Regions from separate parts of the Mus musculus genome. Here region 1 is linked to region 2. Evidence: chromatin contacts called from public promoter capture Hi-C data. All regions are on one chromosome and are shown on one strand. The core of a region is the stretch at or near the end of the contact, and the rest is flanking DNA. Distances in the headings are between cores, read along the strand shown.

Region 1 (4,501 bases), core at 1,028-3,527, 36 kb before region 2:
AGCAGGGTTAATCTATTCCCCCTGACCCTCCCCCTGACCCCCCACCCCCCCCACACACACACACACAAAAAACCCAACCAGCAACAAACAACAGCTATACAGATACAAAGTAGGCTGTGGAAGCAGTTTAACTTTTTATTTATTTATTTATTTATTTATTTATTTGGTTTTGGGAGACAGGGTTTCTCCCTGTAGACCTGGCTGTCCTGGAACCAACTCTGTAGACCAGGCTGGCCTCGAACTCAGAAATCCACCTGCCTCTGCCTCCCAAGTGCTGGAATTAGAAACATGTGCCACCACTGCCCAGCAACACATTGGAACTTTCATACATACTAAGCTGTCAGAAGTGGTCTGCTTGCTTTGTAAACACAACAAAATTACAAATACCTATCTCATATAGGACAGTGTATATTCTATACATGTTTGACACTTTTAAGTTCTCCCAAGCATAATCTAACCAATCATATTTACCTACTTTCAAAATACACTTGTATTTGGCAATAACAATCTCCTGAGGCACTATGATAATATGGACAATACATTACTAAATTAGTAATCAAAATATCTCAACATTGCCACTAATTTAACACATGACCTTGGAAAAGTACCTCTTTATGCCGGGATTTCCTATTCTCCTATAATTTTTACAGTTTTAGGATTACGAACTGAAAGAGTACTCTGAATATAAAAACTTTATGCACTACTATAAATCCACACGGTCAAAAACATCTCCCCTTATTCTCAGCCTAATAGCGATCACTCTGAGGATGTTGGTCTGGCTTTCATATTTACACAACTGACTCTATTCAAAGGCACAGACTATGTCAAGTTTCTCCCCTTCCTGATCTTAGCATGCATTCTGTATTATCATACTAATCATACTAATGCTAAAATACATGCACATTTATCGACCTAGAGAACACATGTCCCAGCATTTGTTTTTAAATAAGCTAACTTACAAAGGGAACTTCCCCAAATGCAGGCAAACTCTTCCTGAACACTCTCCATCCTCGAATTATACACATATAAACAGAGCAGCTATAAACCAACAGACCATCTGGTCTTCAAGACCCAAAACATTTCTTTCCAAGTAGAAACTAACCAGTGACATTTATTAAACTTATTAACACTCAGATCACTATGTCATGTCTGCATATATTTCCGCCTTTCGAGAACACCACAGATCTTGTACAGGTAAACTACCCGCTGAAGATCATCTCCCTTGCTACTTTTGTCCCTTACTTAAACAGACATAAACTGGATCTTGGGGGATGCTCCAATCGGGCCTACTACACAAACTAACCTGTCAGGGGCACAAGCGACTCCGCCTCCACTCGCTTACTTTCCCGTCCCCCTCCCCCAAACCAAGAGCCCGCTGGTCAGGGACACCCCGTCACCCCGCCTAGAGGGACTTCCCGGTAAGCTCAGGATCCCTATCCCTGCTCTCCCTTCCCCCATCCTCACCCCGCTCTCCCGGAGGTCCAGGTCCGGGGGGGTGACAGCGGATCCCGGGTAGCCAAGGAGAGACTACTTGGGGCCTTCAAAGGCCTGCTCACACCGCACTACTCACCGTGCGAGGCCGAGAGCGCCGAGTGCAGGCAAGTGGAGAGAGAGAGGGTGGCAGCCTGGCGCCTCGGCTTCCCTGGCTCCACACTGTAACCCTTCCCGCTTGTCAGGAGGCGGCCAGCGGGTAAGCGGACCGGCGGAAACGCGAGAGAGGAGAAGCCAAAGGCGTAGGTCGGGAAAGGGGAAACCGAGAGAAGGCGGGTCCGGCAACCGAGACCGGGATCGTCTCCCCCCTCCGCAAAGCGAACCCAAAATGGCGGCGGGAGCGGCAGCGGCGGCGGCAGCGGCGGCGGCGGCGGCGGCTCTGGGGAGGGAGGGAGCGAGCGAGCCAGCGAAGGGCGCCGCGTGCCCCCCCTCCCGCCTCCCACTCCTCCCTCCGCGCGCTCTCCCCGCCGCCCTCCCTCCCTCCCTCCCTCCCTCCCTCACCCGACTCCGGCCGCGCAGCGCGCACGCCCGCCCGCACGCTTCCGAGTGGGTCCGGACTGGTCGCGAGCTGCGCCCTCCAACCACCGCCTCCGGCCGCCCCGCGCCGCCAGCACCGACGCGCTCGCTCTGGGGCCTCCGGCTCGCGCGCTCCCGACTCCCTCTCGGCCCTCACGCGTACCTTCCTTGGCGCGAGCCCGAGCCTCCTCCCTCCTCCTCCTCCTCCTCCTCCTTCTCCTCCTCGGCTCGCCTCCCTCTCTTCCCCGCCCCCACGGCTACCAACGGCAGCCACGGCTGCCGCCGCCTTCGCCCCCACCCCTCGAACGTGCGCCTCCCACAATCCCCCCCGCGGGACGTTCCATTGCGCGCCCCTGCTGGGGCCGGGGAGAAGCGGGCACGCCCGCGCAGACGAGGCTGGCCACGGTGACCGGAATGTTTTGAAGAGCGAGCGAAGGTACCTAGGCGCGGACCTCCTGGGACGGGCCACCGCGACGCCGAGGCTTGCTGCCCGCTTCCGGCCGCGGGGCGGGTGGCGCGGTGCCCCTCCGCTGGGCTGTGGTTGCAGCCGCGGCGACTGCGCGTTGGGTAGCTTCCTGCCACACGACCCGAGCTTGCTTCACAACTGCAGGACGGGTGCCTGGGATCCAGCCGCTGGCGGTGTGTGCGGGTCACCGGAGCAGGAGTCCTAGTGTTGGACTCATGGTAAGGGGACTGAGCCACACAGGGGATGCAATGATGAAGGAGGGAAAGGAGCGTGTATTTGAACTGCCCCGAGATAGGGAATGAGGGCAGCAGTGTCGGTGATCCTCCAAGAGGGCATCCTTCAGACCCGGGGCTGCGGACCTGGGACCGGAGGATGAACGGACAGAACGGCTGTTAATATGTTAATGTAGTTTAACCTTGTTAAAGTCCCAGAGGGTACCTATCCTCTGTGATGCTTGTGTGATCCTTGTGCACTTCTCAAAGATTGTGCGAACTCGGTTTGCAACTGGCAGCCTGATGTTAGAGCAGTGGTCCGCGCAGCCTTCCTAATGCTACGACCCTTTAGTACAGTTCCACATGGTGACTCCCTACCATAAAATTAGTTTTGTTGCTACTTCGTAACTGTAATTTTGCTGTTATGAATCTTAATGTAAACATCTGATATACAGGATATCTGATATGGGATCCCTGTGAAGGGTTGTTAGACCTCTCCTCGGGTCGCCACCCGCAGGTTGAGTGTGTGAGGGGATGAAACTATGCACTGAGATTTTATTTCTGGATTTGATCTTTTAGGCCTTCAAATTTTTCCAAGTTATTTATGAGATGCTGGTAGTAAAAATTAGCTAACCCCAAAATATACCTTCAGGGTTGGAGTATGAAATAATGAGATCATATATGTAAAGCAGAATTAGCTCCTGGGTACGGGGAAAATGCGGAGTATTATTGTTATCATTTACAGTGCTGTTGATGTTGATAAGATTTGTAGGTGTAATTGGTAGTTTGTGTTCTATTCATCTAAATTGCTAGTTAAACCAGACCTATGGCATTCATTGGCTGCTAGTATTTGTTTCCGTGTTGACATTGGATGAGTGAATTCAGGGCATGTGATGTTAAAACCCCAACGTTTGATCTACTCATTTTTAGTCTCCCACAAAAAGCAAAGCAAAATTTTAGAGGAATGGCACCTTAAGTTTCCTTTCTTATCTGTGAATTCTTACCTTTGTGATTCAGGGGAAATTTAAACATTACTGCGTTCCATTCATCTCCAGAACCCATTCAATTAATATTCAGTCTTTTTTTGGAATAGGGGTTAAATTGTCTTTTGAGTGGTTGTTTATTTGTTTGTTTTGACAGTCTCACTCTTTAGCCCAAGCTTGCCTGAAACTCTGACAGTCATCCTGTCTTAGCCTCTTTAGAGGTTGGATTATAGGCATGAACCCATACCTGGTTTTCAGATAACCCAACCTTTCCCTATTGGCTGTATGCATTGGGGATTGATTATCTTTGTGTTTCCTTCTTTGAGTTAAAGAGACAATCAGCCTTAATTGACTAGCTGTGAAGTTACTTTTGCTAACCAAGCCCATGCAGTCTACCCAGGGTTGCAGGAATCTTTCTTCAGTAGCTTCCTGTGTGCAACTTTGTATAGGTGTGTGCTTGCATGTGTGCAGACTGTCCGACTGATTTACAGGGTCTATCTCAAAGGACATGGAAATGTTAAAATCAGTGTCACATACTTAAATACTAGGACTAGAAAGCTTGAAGCTATAATCTCAACACTCCACAAAGTGGAGGCAGGAGGATGGAAACTTGGAGGTCATCCACAGCTATGCAGCAAAGTCTTGACTAGCCTGAGTTCCGTGAGACAGTCTCAGAACAACAGTGGGGTTGGGGTGGGGGGCAGGTGAGAGAAAGTTAGTCTGAAGAGCACTGACGGACTTCTGTACTGTTCCTGTTGAACCCTTACAACAGGGAGACTCTTCCTTTTCCAAGCAAAGCTTGAAGTTCAAAGAAATCTGTAACTTGATCTTTA
Region 2 (4,435 bases), core at 636-3,135:
TAGTGCAGAGCCAAATCCCTCAACTTGTCTTCTGACTTATAAACATGCTGTGCCAAGTACACACCCCACACACACACACACACAAAGATTTTAAAAATGATCACCTCAGGGCTGGAGAGATGGCTTAGCGGTTAAGAGCACTGACTGCTAATCCAGAGGTCCTGAGTTCAATTCCCAGCAACCACATGGTGGCTCACAACCATCTGGAACACATGTATGCCCTCTTCTGGTGTGTCTGAAGAGAGGGACAGTGTACTCACATAAGAAATAAACAGGGCCCAGAGTAGTGGCGCACACCTTTAATCCCAGCACTTGGGAGGCAGAGGCAGGCGGATTGCTGAGTTCGAAGCCAGCCTGGTCTACAAAGTGAGTTCCAGGACAGCCAGGGCTACACAGAGAAACCCTGTCTCGAAAAATAAAAAAAGAAAGAAAGAAAAGAGGGGCTGGAGAGATGGCTCAGAGGTTAAGAGCACTCATTGCTCTTCCAGAGGTCCTGAATTCAAATCCCAGCAACCACGTGGTGGCTCACAACCACCTGTAATGAGATCTGATGCCCTCTTCTAGTGTCTCTGAAGACAGCGACAGTGTACTTACTTATAATAATAAATAAATCTTAAAAAAAGAAATAAATCTAAAAAAAAATCTCAAAATTAAAAGGCAGTCATTCTTTAAAATACTGTTCTATATGATGCATTTTTCTAAGTATTTTACTAGCAATGTGCTTATGTTCAGAATAATGTACACAGCTAGGGATTTGGTTCCGTACTACCCTGTGGGTGCTCAGGTTAGAACTCTGGTCTGCAGGCTTGGCAGCTCCCAAGCTCCCCTTAACCCATCGAGGATTTTGCCTGGACCCATTTATTTTATTCATAAGTGAATACTAGATGGTCCAAAAGAAACAGAGCAAGCCATTTGGAATAGTAATTTGTTTTGTTTGTTTTGTAACTTAGATATGGTCTCATGCAGTCAGGTGAGCCTTCAACTTGCTTCGGAGCCAAGGATGAATAATCTCTCTCCGCATCCTAGGAGGGCTTACAGGTTCCAGCCATCACATGCGGCTTGGAAACGCTCTACAAATTGGATAGCCAAACGTTTATAAAAACATAAAAGACTGTTCCCACAGCCGGGTATGGTGGCACACGTCTTTAATCCCAGCACTTGGGAGGCAGAGGCAGACAGATGTCTGAGTTTGAGGCCAGCCTGGTCTACAAAGTGAGTTCCAGGACAGCCAGGGCTATACAAAGAAACCCTGTCTCAAGACAAACAAACAAGCAAACAAAAGACTGTTCCCAACCTTATCAGTGGCACGGCCTTTGATTCCAGCACTCCGGAAGTGGAGGCTTGATTTCTTTTGAGTTTGAAGCCAGCCTGCTTTACACAGTCATTTCAGGCCAGCCAGGGGTTACATACTGAGAATCCATCTCAAAAAGATAAAAATAACGAACCAAGTCAAAGAATAAATGAAAAGAGCACTTAAGTACAATCAAACTACATGAACACGCGAGAAAGGGACTACAATCTTCCCCAGAACCTAACAGAAACCGAACCATGGGGCCAGCCCACTGGTTTAGCAGGGCTGGGACATTAGAGATGGGAAAAGGAAGTGAGTGGGAGGATCCAGAGGAGTCGAATTCCCCCTCAGATTTTTTTTATCCCCTCGCGTGAATTATTAGCTACAGGAGAGGGGCATCTGCGCGAAGAGAGACAGAAGCAGGTGAGAGAACCTTCCATGACCTTGGCCAGACCCGCCACAGTCTGAGGCGCAGAAGGAACGGAGAGACAACAGCCGATCGCGGCAGCTTCCTACATTCCAAGAAGAGGAAGAGGCGGGGCGTGAGCTGCGGCCTCGGAGACCAACGAATCGGGAGGCCAACGGGAAAGCACGTGCTCGCGCGGGAGCCGCCCCCTCCGGCTGATGGGCCCGCGGCGGCAGTGGAGTGCCCAAGAGCAGCGGCGGTATGGCGGGCGGGGCCCGCGAGGTGCTCACGCTGCAGTTGGGACATTTCGCGGGTTTCGTGGGGGCGCACTGGTGGAACCAGCAGGTCAGGCACCTAGCGGCAGCCCGGCGTTCCCCGCAGACAGTACCGGCCCTGCCCCTCTTCCCCCTCCGCTCAGCCCTGTGACCCCTACAGGATGCTGCGCTGGGACGCATGGCCGAGGACGAAGAGTCGCCAGGCGAGCTGTGCCCCGACGTCTTGTACAGAACAGGCCGGACACTGCATGGCCAGGAAACCTATACGCCTCGACTCATCCTAATGGATCTGAAAGGTGAGGCGATGGTGGGCTCAGCCAAGTTTTCCCGTGTGGCGTGCGAGGGCCCTAGCATCAGTTCACTTCAGATACCGGATCGGGCACAACCCCCGACGATGTCGAAAAGGCAAGTTTACTTCAGGATCTGGCTCTGGAATTGTCAGTATAATGTTAAGCTGCTTGCACTCACACCTACAGACGGACCACAGCTTGTTTTGTTTTTTTGTTTGTTTGTTTTCGAGACAGGGTTTCTCTGTATAGCCCTGGCTGTCCTGGAACTCACTTTGTAGACCAGGCTGGCCTCGAACTCAGAAATCCGCCTGCCTCTGCCTCCCTAGTGCTGGGATTAAAGGCGTAAACCACCACTGCCCGGCTGGACCACAGCTTTTGAGAGAAGGATGGATTCCATATTCCCTGTCCCATCTAATGTATATCCAAGTGCCATGTAGTTGGGCACGCCCTTAATCCCAGCCAAGGCAGGTAGAAGCTCTGAGTTCAAAACCAATTTGTCTGTATTGTTGGAAACTACTCAGGGCTACAAAGGGACACCTCATCTAGGTAGAGAGGAACTGCCACACCATATTCCCTGACAGGTGATCAGTTTAGTCTTGATCACATGACCCCCTAGGTTTAACCTTGCCTTTCATTTCTGGGCAGGTAGTCTGAACACTCTAAAAGAAGAAGGTAACCTCTACAGAGACCGACAGCTAGAGGCTGCAGTAGCGTGGTAAGTACCGCTCCTGTGAGCATGGCCCACTGTGTGTACATAGACGGCTGGAGAACTCTGCTTACTCTTACTCTTTCAGGCAGGGGAAGCTCAGCACACACAGAGATGACGCCCAACCAAAGAACCCAAACCTCCAGGGCCTTCTGAGTGCAGAGGTGATGACGAGGGGTGGGGCTCTGTCCCAAACCTTTAAACCTGCTACAAGCACAGTGGCTCTCCGATGCACAGTAAAAGGTGTCTAGTCACTGTAAATGCCATAGAGTAGTGTTTTTGGAAAAAGCACCGTTGTCTCTGAACTGGCGGGAACCCAGAAACTGGCTCAGAGGTTAAGAGTCGGACCTGTTCTTCCAGAACTCTGCATTGAGTTCCCAGGGTCCACATCAGGCAGCTCACAGCTGTAACTTCAGTCCCTGGGGTTCTAACACCCTCTTCTGGCTTTGGGTACCTCAGGCACGTGGTGCACATAACCTTAAAGATACACGCAGATACACATAAGTAAGGATACGCCCATGGCGGACGAAAACAACCTGGAACTAAAATCTTCTCACCCCTCCCAGGGAGTGCGGAGTAGTGACGGTGCCTGGAGGGCCAAACTGATTCAGAATATCCAAAATGGCAAAGGTGAGATAGCACTTGATGCTGGACACTGGACAGAGGAGCAGCTTGGGGGACGGTCCATCGCATCGGCTGCATCCTCCCACTAGTCATCCCTGCTACAGATTCCAAAATCCTTTATCCCCACAGAGAACAGCATCAAAGTCTGGTCAGACTTCCTCAGAGTCCATCTCCATCCACGGAGCATCTGTGTGATCCACAAGTACCACCATGATGGGTATGGGGGCTGCGGCGGCTGTGAGGCAAAGCTTAGGTCACCCCAACACTGGATAAGGCTAGGGCCCATCTCACCTGCCCTCCAGAACAGCAGACTGAGGAGTTGAGTGCAGGGCTGAGTCTCTTATCGTGGTGATTTTGGCAGGGAGACAGGCCGGCTGGAGGCTTTTGGCCAAGGGGAGAGTGTCCTGAAGGAGCCCAGGTACTTGGAAGAGCTGGAGGACAGACTACACTTCTATGTGGAGGAATGTGACTACTTGCAGGTAGCTGTGTGGCAAGGTGGATGATGTTGGGGTACAAAGTCTCCTCGTCCTAAAGCCCCCGCCCCCATATTTTGGTCTTCATTTGTCTCCAGGGCTTCCAGCTCCTGTGTGACCTGCACGATGGCTTCTCTGGAGTAGGTGCTAAAACTGCAGAGCTACTACAAGACGAGTATGCAGGGCGGGGAGTCCTAACCTGGGGCCTGCTCCCGGGCCCCTACAGTCTTGGGGTGAGTGGAAGCTGGAAGAGCGAGCAGTAGAGGTTGGGAAAAGAGGATCCCACTGTGCAAGTTGCCTGATGCAAGCCACTCCCGTTTCTATTACCAGGAGCCTCAGAAAAACATCTATCGTCTCTTAAACACGGCAT

What was found. Capture Hi-C pulls out chosen DNA fragments and counts their contacts.
Region 1: a promoter capture Hi-C map of adipose tissue shows a contact between it and region 2. The contact joins the promoter of Dap3 here to the promoter of Msto1 in region 2. A contact is called at or near these places in 6 of 39 promoter capture datasets (cranial neural crest, erythroid cells, liver and 3 more), 1 of 15 datasets of contacts at CTCF or cohesin (the NIH/3T3 cell line), 8 of 484 Hi-C or Micro-C datasets (CD4 T cells, CD8 T cells, double positive thymocytes and 5 more), 17 of 115 datasets of contacts at active chromatin or transcription factors (the 230-238 cell line, CD8 T cells, the HPC-7 cell line and 9 more) and 4 of 9 other capture datasets (adipose tissue, embryonic stem cells, liver and 1 more).

What each region holds. Positions count from the first base shown.
Region 1 is chr3:88,948,058-88,952,558 of GRCm38.p6, reverse strand. Dap3 (death associated protein 3) reads left to right here and starts at 2,277. Exons shown (of 13, transcript NM_022994.3): 1 at 2,277-2,691. The coding sequence starts at 2,689. It also overlaps a transcript of Ash1l not described here.
Region 2 is chr3:88,911,400-88,915,834 of GRCm38.p6, reverse strand. It overlaps Msto1 (misato 1, mitochondrial distribution and morphology regulator), which reads left to right and starts at 1,885. Exons shown (of 14, transcript NM_144898.2): 1 at 1,885-2,042; 2 at 2,133-2,268; 3 at 2,908-2,977; 4 at 3,057-3,132; 5 at 3,535-3,598; 6 at 3,722-3,809; 7 at 3,954-4,071; 8 at 4,164-4,298; 9 at 4,396-4,435. The coding sequence starts at 1,959.